Regions from separate parts of the Mus musculus genome. Here all the other regions are linked to region 1. Evidence: chromatin contacts called from public HiChIP or PLAC-seq and promoter capture Hi-C data. All regions are on one chromosome and are shown on one strand. The core of a region is the stretch at or near the end of the contact, and the rest is flanking DNA. Distances in the headings are between cores, read along the strand shown.

Region 1 (3,417 bases), core at 176-2,675:
CTTCCAGAAGGTGACTTATTTGCCTGTGGCCATCCTGTCTTCATAAAGCCACCTTAAACTAGATCTCAGTCCAGGAGAGACCCAAACAGTCTCCAGACAGGTGAACAGCTAGCAGGTCAGACAGGGTTTCTGAGATGCAGGGAATATCCCAGCGAGGGAAATACATGCCAGTTCTAAACATCTCACTGTAGACATTCTGCACTTGCACGAAAGAGGAAAACGTGTTACGGTTCTATAAACTTTAAACCATAAAGCAACCCAGATTAATTAGTAGTTGCCTCCTTGAAGCCTGCCTTCTCCCAGTTCATTTGCATTAGAAATAGAATTCAGGAACAATTTTTTTCCTCACAAAAGTTTTTAGATTTATTTACTGTGTTGTCTTGGCATGGCATGCATGCAGGGGTCAGAGGATAAACTACAGGAGTCTATGCTTCCCTTCCACCACGTGGGATCTGGCGATGATTGGCAGTTCTATGAGTCACCTGACCTACTGAGTCATCTTGGATGCCCATGGAACTTTTTTTTTTTTTGCCCCTCTATCTCCATCCGTTCTCATGTTTTGGCCAACTAGGTCTATGAGGAAGGATTTGCTTCACGGTGCTCATGGTTGTGTTTCTACCCACTCCTATTTTATGCTGTTCCAGTCGATCACAAGCAAAGCGTTTTTTGTCGCCCTACCTTCAAGGACAGTTTGGAGCTGTTTAGGGCTGCTGAAGAACCGGGTGCCGAATCATTAATTTCATGTGTCAGGTTGGGGCCAAATGCCTTTGAGCTTCATCACCAAAGTGAAATAACGGACGTTTCAAAAATTTCTTGAAACATGTCTATTGTGGGCCAGATATCCACTTAAGAAGAGGTTTTCTTGCATGATGGGTGTTTGTCAGTCCACTTCTGTGAGCAGCTCAGAATGAACACGTGAGCGCGGGTAAATTCACAGAGGTTCTGTTCTCTGCTCGCGCATCCCCAGTGATGGGATTAATGCCCGGCAAATGGCAAGCTCTCCACAAATACTTGATTCAATGAAACCAATAACTTGTAGTCATGTATTCATTCAAAGTTACTGGAACTACTGTGTTATCGAATCTGCAGTAGAAAGTGTGAAGGATTTTTTTTTTCTGCCTAAAGGATTTTTTATTTAAACAATAAATCAGACGTTTATAAAAAACTAATATTGCATCCAAACCTAGTGCTATGTTTTGTATTTCTGCTCTAGGTTGGCCTCGGTTTTTCCCCAGGAGGCAGGATAAGGATGTGCTTGCTGCCCTTGAGTCTCCTTCCTTTGTAGGCTTTTTTTTTTTTTCTTTTGCCTAGCGCGGTTGCGCTAGCCCCCGCGCTTGTGGAGCGCGCAGCGCGGTCACGCCCGGGAGCGCGCAGCTCCGGTAGCCCGGCGGGCGGGCGGGGCCTCCTTGGACCGTAGAGCCGCTCCTCGCGCGGCGCCGCCCTCTTCCTCACCATCTCCCTCTCGGTGTGGTTTGTGGTGTCCCTGAAGGGACAGAGGGTGTCCTCCGGGGTCCAGGCCCTGACAGGCGGCCGAGAGCGCGGATGCCCGTGGGCGTGCGTGCGTGGGAGGCGGCTGCACTCTTCCCGCAGGGGCCCAGCGCCTCTAGAGGATCCCCGGCCAGGGACGCGCACCGGCCGTGGACTGGGCCTGGGCGCGCGCGACGCGGCGGCGGGAACCCGGGACCCCAGGCCGCGCCGGGCAGCCCCGAGGCGCCTCGCCCACGCTCGCGCCCCTCCCCCCTCCGCTTCCTTCCTCCACTCAGCGCGCCCGAGAGCGCAGGCCGGATGCGAACCCGGGCCAGCCTAGGGTCGTTCAACTTGGCGGCTCCCGGCCTGCTGCCCGCGCGCTACTTGTGAGGCGTGGCCCGGCGAAGGAGGCGCTTGGGGGGCGTGGGGCTCCTCAGCTGGCGGCGGCGACCGAGGGCGCGCGGGACAATGAGCTGGGCTGCTGCGCGCTGCGGCCGCCTTTAGCTGGCTGAGCGGCTCCACCTGCGAGCATGGCCCGAATGCCCGCGCCAGGTGTCCCGCTGCTTTAAGACGGGACGGAGCGCCTAGATCGCGGCGCGCTGCGGCCGGGGCGGTTGGGACGTCCTTTTATTAATTAATTAATTTGTGGAGAGCTCTCCCGAGCAGCCGCGATGGCCAGCACAAGGAGCATTGAGCTGGAACATTTTGAAGAACGGGACAAAAGGCCGCGGCCAGGGTCACGGAGAGGGGCTCCCAGCTCCTCCGGGGGCAGCAGCATCTCTGGCCCCAAGGGCAACGGGCTCATCCCCAGCCCGGCGCACAGTGCTCACTGCAGCTTCTACCGCACGCGGACCTTGCAGGCCCTCAGCTCGGAGAAGAAGGCCAAGAAGGCGCGGTTCTACCGGAATGGGGACCGCTATTTCAAAGGCCTGGTCTTTGCCATCTCCAACGACCGTTTCCGTTCCTTCGATGCGCTCCTCATAGAGCTCACCCGCTCACTGTCTGACAATGTGAACCTGCCCCAGGGCGTCCGCACCATCTACACCATAGACGGCAGCCGGAAGGTCACCAGCCTGGACGAGCTGCTGGAAGGTAAATAGGAGGGGCGGGCGCGGCGCGGCAGGTGCGGCCCCGTGCACAGCGGCAGGTGCAGTGGCTGCGGCCAGCGCGCTTCCCCGCCCTGCGCTGGGGCAGCCTGCCGGGCGCTTGCTTTCTAGGCAGCCACGGGAACTGTCTGCTCCTCGGTCGTTTGTGTTGGGTTGGGGTGCACCCATTATCTCCTTCCCAAGAGATTGGCCTTCTAAAAACGGAAGAAAATTCTAATGATCAGAGACAAATACAAACAATGATGGCTGTAAAATTAGCCAACTTATTTTTGCTGGAAGGGCAAACTGTTTGAAAGCGTGTTTCTCCAGTGAGGCGCTGGGTAACCTTTGGTAGAGGCCAGTGCAGTACCTGTGCTGTTCCTGTGTTTGGGATCCCATTGTACCTTCTGTGCACAGCTAGCTCGTTCTGACTCGTTCTAGGTTGGCTTTTCTGGTTTCATGTGTGGCACAAGGCACTGGAGATCAAGAGAGGCAAGCCAGCACAGAAAAAGTCTCACTCAGCCTGTCTTCACTTTGGACCGTGCTGGGCACTTTTTAAAATATCGGACCCGGCCCCACCCCTTAGATATTCTGATGTGCTTGGTTTAGGGTATGACTTGGGCGTTTAGAGTTTTGAAAGTTCCTCAGATGATTTCAGTGTAGCCAAAATGGAAAGCCACCTTGTTTAAAGGATTTTCCACATTTGGTTGGCAACGAGGTGAATCAAGGTGAGTCTCTCTGTCTTCTCCATGAAGAGAGTAACAGTAAGAATGGTAGGGTCTTGGGACCCAGCAGCAAAGGCCTGTTAGAAATTAGGAATCCTGGCACACCAACCATGCATCAATCAGAGGGACTTCGTGCCAAT
Region 2 (3,199 bases), core at 376-2,875, 720 kb after region 1:
AATGTCAGAATAGCATCAGATATCTTGTCAGCATTTCTAAAAGTTAAGAAAGCTCAAATAATATATCTGAAGCCCTAAAAGTTATAACTACCAACCAAGATCCATATCTAATAAACCTACTACATTTTAAATTTTATAGGAAAATAATCACCTATCAATACAAGCACAAAGTAAGGGAACTCATTATCACTGATCCAGTGTTACAGAATAATCCATGGAGAAGAGTAATGTGTACAGAAGGAGGACTCTCAGTTGCAAAAGAACAAGAATAAATGTAGAGAGGAGTAGATGAGAGAGCTAGGAGCCATCATGTCTTCACAGTCAACCAGCAGATCCTTAATCCTAATGGGGAAGAAGATAAAGTCAAACAATAATCCAGCCTATGAGAAAAGCAACAACATTATAGGAATTAGTAAATACTTCTCAGTAACAACTTGCCAAAAAGAGACATAGACTGGCTGGCTAGATTTAAAACTTAGATCCTATTCTCTGTGGTCTCTAAAAAACATATCTCATGAGTTTAAAAAGAAAAAAAAAATCCAAAGACTTAAGAATTAAAGAATAAAAAACATGGGGCTGGAGAGATGGCTCAGTGGTTAAGAGCACTGTCTGCTCTTCCAAAGGTCCTGAGTTCAATTTCCAGCAACCACATGGTGGCTCATAACCATCTGTAGAGGGATCTGACACCCTCTTCTGGTGTGTCTGGAAACAGTTACAGTGTAAACATATAAATAAACTAAATCTTAAAAAAAAGAGAGATAATAAAAAACATTTTATCAAGCAAATAGAAACCAAAACCAAATCAATATATCTATACAGATGTCTGAGAAGAGACTTGAACCAAAAAAGAAGAGATAAAAACTACTACATCTTTTTTCTTTTTTTTTTTTTTTTTTTTTTTTGGTGTTTTGAGACACGGTTTCTCTGTGTAGCCCTGGCTGTCCTGGAACTCCCTCTGTAGATCAGGCTGGCCTTGAACTCAGAAATCTGCCTGCCTCTGCCTCCCAAGTGCTGGGATTACAGGCGTGTGCCACCACTGCCCAACCAAACATCTTAATAAAGGGAAAGTTCATCTAAGAAGGTATAGCAATTGTAAATATTTCCCTAATTACTATAGATGCAAAAATGCTCAATGAAATTTTTGTAAATCAAACTCCAGAATCCATTAAGCAGTACCCACTTGACCAACTAAGTTTCATTCCAGGGATGCAACTTTGGTTCAATATATGGAAATCAATAAGCATTTTTATAAATAGATTCAAGAGCAGGGGTCATATGAACATTGTAATCAATACAGAAAAGCCTTCAGTAACCCTTCAAGATAAAAATTCTCTAAGAAACTATGAAAAGAGTTGTTGCCTTCTAAGCTAAGCATGCCAAAAGCACGTCATGGTTTTGACCTCGGTCTTTGCAGCAGAAATGTTAGAAAGTGCTCAAACTCTGAAGATATATATTTTGAGTATGGGTTTGAAGTCTAAAATATGAAAGAAAGGGAGAAGTAGGGCTAATTTTAAAGTTTCGTGCTTAAGCAGCTAGAAGAATTCAGTTGCCGTCAGTCAGATGGGAAGGCCACATCCTGTTGTAAATATAAGTCTGTGGGTTTACAGATGGGCTTTATTTCTTCATAGTGTTTCCTTAGTTATCAAAGTACACTGTTTCCTTTGGTGCATAGCAGGGTTGTTCTAGGAGCCCCTGCAGACAGCAGGATGCTCACATCCTTTATTTAAAATGGCTAGTGTTACAGAGCCTGCATAATTTATTTAATCTCTAGATTACTTTAGCTAAACTGCTAGTGCCCAGTGTAACGTAAATGCTGTACCAAGAGCTGAATGTTCAACACAGATGCAATGTTTTAAATGTTTTCTACTTGAGGTTAGTTAAACGTGGGGTGTGGACATGGTAGGTCTCAGGTCAGGACCACGTTTCACACCGATAGATGATTGTTTTTAACTATAAGGGATCTTTGTGCGCAGTTTTTACATTCCCAGTAAAGTGCTGGTAAGTGAGAAAAGCTTCCTAACTGTTCCTTTTAAGCATTCCGAGTGCCACCGCTGGTGTAGTTTGTGATCCTTGCTCTTGCTGTGCGGCTGAGATCCGGCTGGCACATCGTGGGCGGTTCGGCACAGTGATCCGAGCCGCCCCTGGTGCCGCGGTACGCTAATTGTAGGAATTATCTCTTGCTCAGCTAGCTTCTGAACAGAGAATTTCTGCTGTGATTATCCTCTGTCCTAAACCTCTCACCACAGTGTAAACAAACTATGCTTTCTGCTCCACAGGGAATATTTCACTCTCCTGTTCTATTTCTACAAATAGTTTAAATGTAAGTCTCTATGTGCCTTTCTTCTCATTTTATCTTTTGTGAAATAAAACATTTTTTAATTAAAACAAACAAACAAACAAACAAACTTGCACCTGTAGACCAGGCTGGCTTTGAACTGACAGAGATGGGACTGTCTCTGCCTCCTGAGTGCTGAGATTAAAGGTTTGTGCCACCACTGCCCCATGAAAAGTAAAACTCCTGCTGGGTGTGGTGGTGCACTCCTTCAGAGTGAGTTCCAGGACAGCCAGGGCTATACAGAGAAACCCTATCTCGAAAGAAAAAAGAAAAAGAAAGAGAGAGAGAGAGAGAGAGAGAGAGAGAGAGAGAGAGAGAGAGAGAGAAAGAAAGAAAGAAAGAAAGAAAGAAAGAAAGAAAGAAAGAAAGAAAGAAAGAAAGAAAGAAAGAAAGAAAGAAGAAAACGCCTAGCTCTTCTGGGCTTTACTCTTATTTCAACCAGGGTTATTAGACAAGTGTTTTATTTTCTTTAACAGAAATGCAAAGTCTCTCTCTCTCTCTATCTCTATCTCTCTCTCTGTGTGTGTGTGTGTGTGTGTGTGTGTGTGTGTGTGTGTGTGCATTGTATAGGCATATTTTTGTGTGCATATGTACAGGTACACATGGAGCTCAATGGTCAGACCTAGGCATCTGAGTCTTGTAGATAAGCTGGCCTTGAACTCACAAAGATCTGCCTGCCACATTACCAATATTAAAGGTATTTCCCTCCATACCACCTTATTTTTTGAGACAAGGTCTTTCACTGAACCTTGAGCACACCAATTTAGTTTATCTGCCTAACAAGCAAACTATAGGAATGGATCCTATCTCCTCCTAACCAGTGCTGAAATTATAGGCATAACTGCTGCACCAGGCAGACATGGT
Region 3 (3,416 bases), core at 549-3,048, 920 kb after region 1:
TTCTAGCCATGCCACAGTTGATCAGAGGGCTCAAAGGTGTCAGCCTAAGATCTGCATCCACTTTTCAACTAAACTACTGTAGACCACTCTCCTAATCAATTTTCATGATGGGCTGTAAGTAGTGACTTTCTAATTTTTTAAATTTTTTACTAGTCCAAACACATTTATTAGGCAGACTCTGCCCCACACGGGCTGAGCCTAATTGGTTTCTACAACTATAATTTGTATGAGAGAAGCAGGTCAACTCTTTTTTACCCTCCAATTTTCAGAATAAGAAGCCAGTGCCCTTGTTACATCCCATAGAGTTTGCTTCCAACAAAACTTAACAGACCGCAGTATCAAAATACATTTTTATAAAACATTTTAACAACAGAGAAAAGAGAATCTGTGAGCAACCTAACTAACGAAATTATCAAAGAAGTCCGTTAGAACGTCACATCTGTACTGTGATGGCAGAAGCCCAGACCCTGGGATAATCATGGGACCAAGAGTGTCTGCTCAAACCTTTACTCCTGACAAATCAAAGACCTGGCCAGAGCCCAAGGATCGACGCAAACCAAGGCAGAAGCAACCTGTTCTCCAGTCAGGGGCAAATGTCAAAGGAAGATCTGACGTTTCTTTTCTTTTTACAGTGCTTGGGGTAGAACCCGGGGCCCTTCATATGTGAAGTAAACACTCGGCTATGCAGCTATCCCCAGCTCCCTGACCTTTTAAAAAGCCACATTCACGGTTAAAACTGTCTGTGAAAACCAGAAATTATTTGAAATAACCACAAAGGTGATTGTGATTAAAACAAGTGGTTTTTTTTTTCTTCAAAAAAAAAAAAATTAAGATGAAAAGCAGGAAGTCACAAATTATAAGATGATAAAAATCATAGCAATTGGTACAAACCCTGAGTGAATGTTTTCAGCTCAAAGACAGGGGACAGAAAAAAAATCTGTCCCGTCCACATGCACGGGAGGAGTCAGGCTGAGGGCAATATCACTAAAAAACCTGCTGGCCTACTCTGACACATTTCCATATCCCCTCCCAGCTCCTTTTATATGAGGGTTGGTACTTCACTGCCAGGAGAACCTACATCCTGGTAAGAACAGATCATCTGCACCAATAAAGCCTCTTAGGAATTTAAGTTGAATAAAAGGAAGCTCTTGGGCAGGTGGTATGGACTGTAGTTGAGCCATTTTAATGTAAGAATGCCAGGAATCTGCGTGGAGACACTCAACAATCCTGCTTATAAGCTCTCAAGCTACCACAAACCCACGTCCTCCCAGTTCTCGTCTTCAAGGGCTGTCCTAGGTTAACTCCCTTATTGGCTTTCCACACAAACCCAGGTGTGAACACCGAGACCACACTACAATAAATGTCCCATACACAGAGCATTGCCGAAGACTTTAGTTTCCAGAAAACCTGATTTGTAAAAACAAACGGATTTAACTCAGAGAGTGGGTTAATTTCCTCTTTTATGTGTGTGTGTGTGTGTGTGTGTGTGTGTGTGTATTTTGACTAATGCTCGAATCCTGCCCACTTCCACTTTGTGCTATGGACAGACAAGATCTTAATCCTTCCCAATACCCTCTACCCCCACCTTCGGCAAAAACAAAACAAAAAGAAACAACAAAACTCCACAGTGGCTCCCCCAAGACAGTAGGGGGCGCTGCACAGTCCCGCAGCCGCTCGGCTTAAATCCCTTGCAGTCCGGCCCAGGCGAAGGGGAAAACGCTGAGAGCGCCACCTAGCGGGAGCAGCTGGTCCTGCCCCTTCCGCGGCTACTTCTCAGCGGCCTTCCGACAGGAGCCTGAGTCCCGGAAGCCGGAAGTACTGCAATGAGGACAGAAGCATGGGCCCTGCTGGCCTTAAGGTTCTGCTGCTGCTTTTTCTGGGTGAGCCCCAGGGCCAGAGCCAAGAGGGGAGAAAAGCAGAGGTTTTTGGGCCTCAGGAAGGAATCAGATGATAACGTGTGGGCATTACTTGTGAGTGGCATTGTCCAAGAAACTCCCGCGAGGTTACTGTCCGTGGTTCGATAAAAGCAGTAAACAAAACTAAGGTCCTTGCTTTCATGGGACTTCTAATCAGTGCACGTATTGAAAATGTAAATTACCAAGCATAACAATGGGTAGTAATGTCATGAGAGGAAAAGAGCACCTAAGGTTCAGGGACAATAGAGGCCTGTAATCCCGACATTCAGAAGAGCTGTACCCAGAAGATCCTATGTTTGAGGCCAGACTGGGCTACATTTGCGAATTCTAGGCTGACCTAACTTACATAACACAAAAGAACAAAAAAAGGTAACTGGTTAGTATAAAGTGGCCTCTCCCAGAGGAACAATTTAAGCAGATACTTGAAAGAAACTGGGTAGTGGCTCAGCTGGTGGAACTCATGGCCAATGCGTTCCAGCCCCAGTAGCACAAGGGGTCTCCCAGGTGCCATTCCAGGGACCCACCTGGCTGGGGACTTGAGGGAATGAGGAAAGGACAAACACACATACACAGACACACAGAAAAGCTGGGGTTGGGTGACCGGAGCTGCAGCAGCTTGGCATGTTTATTATATACAGTTGAATAAAAAGGTGGGCTTATTACATACCCGTAAACAAAGAGGCAGGCTGTATGGTGTAATGCTGGATTGAGGAGGCAGGTTTAGCTAATCTACTTGTCTTTGTTGGGGAGCATCCTTCAGGCCATAAACATGGTGGGAGAAAGCTACAGTGGGCATTTTCTGCCCAAACTATCAACATCCACATATGAACCAGAGAAGGTTTGCCATCCCTCTGAGCCTTACCCCGAGAAGTGAGGGGTGCTGCCATTTTCCCACAGGTCTGAGTCTACTTGATAAGGATATGCCCAAGTGAAAAAATATACCTGTGCTCAGGGCTATCTTCACACCCTCAAGAGAGGAAGACTTCATGGAAATGAGCAAGTTAGATAAGACCCAGGCCTGGGAAAATTGCACTTCAGGCAGAGGAAACTAGAGGCACTTCTGGCATAATAAGTAACTTGTTCGGTTAATTCTCTGGCCCACAGTTGATTAAAACAAGGGCACGCTATCAGTAGCAAAGAGGTAAGAGGTAGCACAAGAGATACACACGTTTTGTAAAATGACAACTCAGTTAAAGAAAACAACATAAAAATAAAGAGTCTATACATCTCAAACGCATCTCCCAGCACCACTGTATCACAAGTGAACACGCGGGATGCCCTGACGATGACCTTGAACCACCAAGTAAAAGGTAAACGTCAGTTGCCATAGGCAGGAAGGTATATAATTATGAAGAGACCTGCTTGCTGGCAGATAATTGTAAATTTTAGCCTTACCACCACTCTGGAAAGCTTTCTGTTCAGTGAGTTTAATGTAAGATGTTTTATTATGTATTAATGAATGACATGGTGTGTTTTCTGTAGGAGCTTTCCAGGGCTCTT

What was found. Promoter capture Hi-C pulls out the DNA fragments that hold promoters and counts their contacts. HiChIP or PLAC-seq counts read pairs in DNA pulled down with a chosen protein or histone mark.
Region 2: a promoter capture Hi-C map of hematopoietic stem and progenitor cells shows a contact between it and region 1, with 6 times the contacts expected there. The contact joins the enhancer-like site here to the promoter of Dclk2 in region 1. A contact is called at or near these places in 5 of 39 promoter capture datasets (hematopoietic stem and progenitor cells, hippocampal neurons, liver and 1 more), 3 of 115 datasets of contacts at active chromatin or transcription factors (embryonic hindbrain, embryonic stem cells and large pre-B cells) and 1 of 9 other capture datasets (embryonic stem cells).
Region 3: a contact with region 1 is called in an H3K27ac HiChIP or PLAC-seq map of embryonic stem cells, with 2.6 times the contacts expected there. The contact joins the promoter of Prss48 here to the promoter of Dclk2 in region 1.

What each region holds. Positions count from the first base shown.
Region 1 is chr3:86,918,892-86,922,308 of GRCm38.p6, reverse strand. Dclk2 (doublecortin-like kinase 2) reads left to right here and starts at 1,425. Exons shown (of 16, transcript NM_027539.5): 1 at 1,425-2,559. The coding sequence starts at 2,139.
Region 2 is chr3:86,195,102-86,198,300 of GRCm38.p6, reverse strand. No RefSeq gene overlaps it. Among named protein-coding and RNA genes, the nearest start is that of Gm23025, 5.3 kb to the right of the region's middle. Within about 2 kb of position 1,625, at least 48 of the 459 cell types and tissues checked have an H3K27ac peak or open chromatin away from gene starts, as enhancers often do. A contact at or near this core is called in hematopoietic stem and progenitor cells and pre-B cells, where this site is marked.
Region 3 is chr3:86,000,913-86,004,328 of GRCm38.p6, reverse strand. Prss48 (protease, serine 48) reads left to right here and starts at 1,798. Exons shown (of 6, transcript NM_001001650.2): 1 at 1,798-1,880; 2 at 3,399-3,416. The coding sequence starts at 1,838. The region is part of intron 1 of Sh3d19 (SH3 domain protein D19); the gene reads right to left.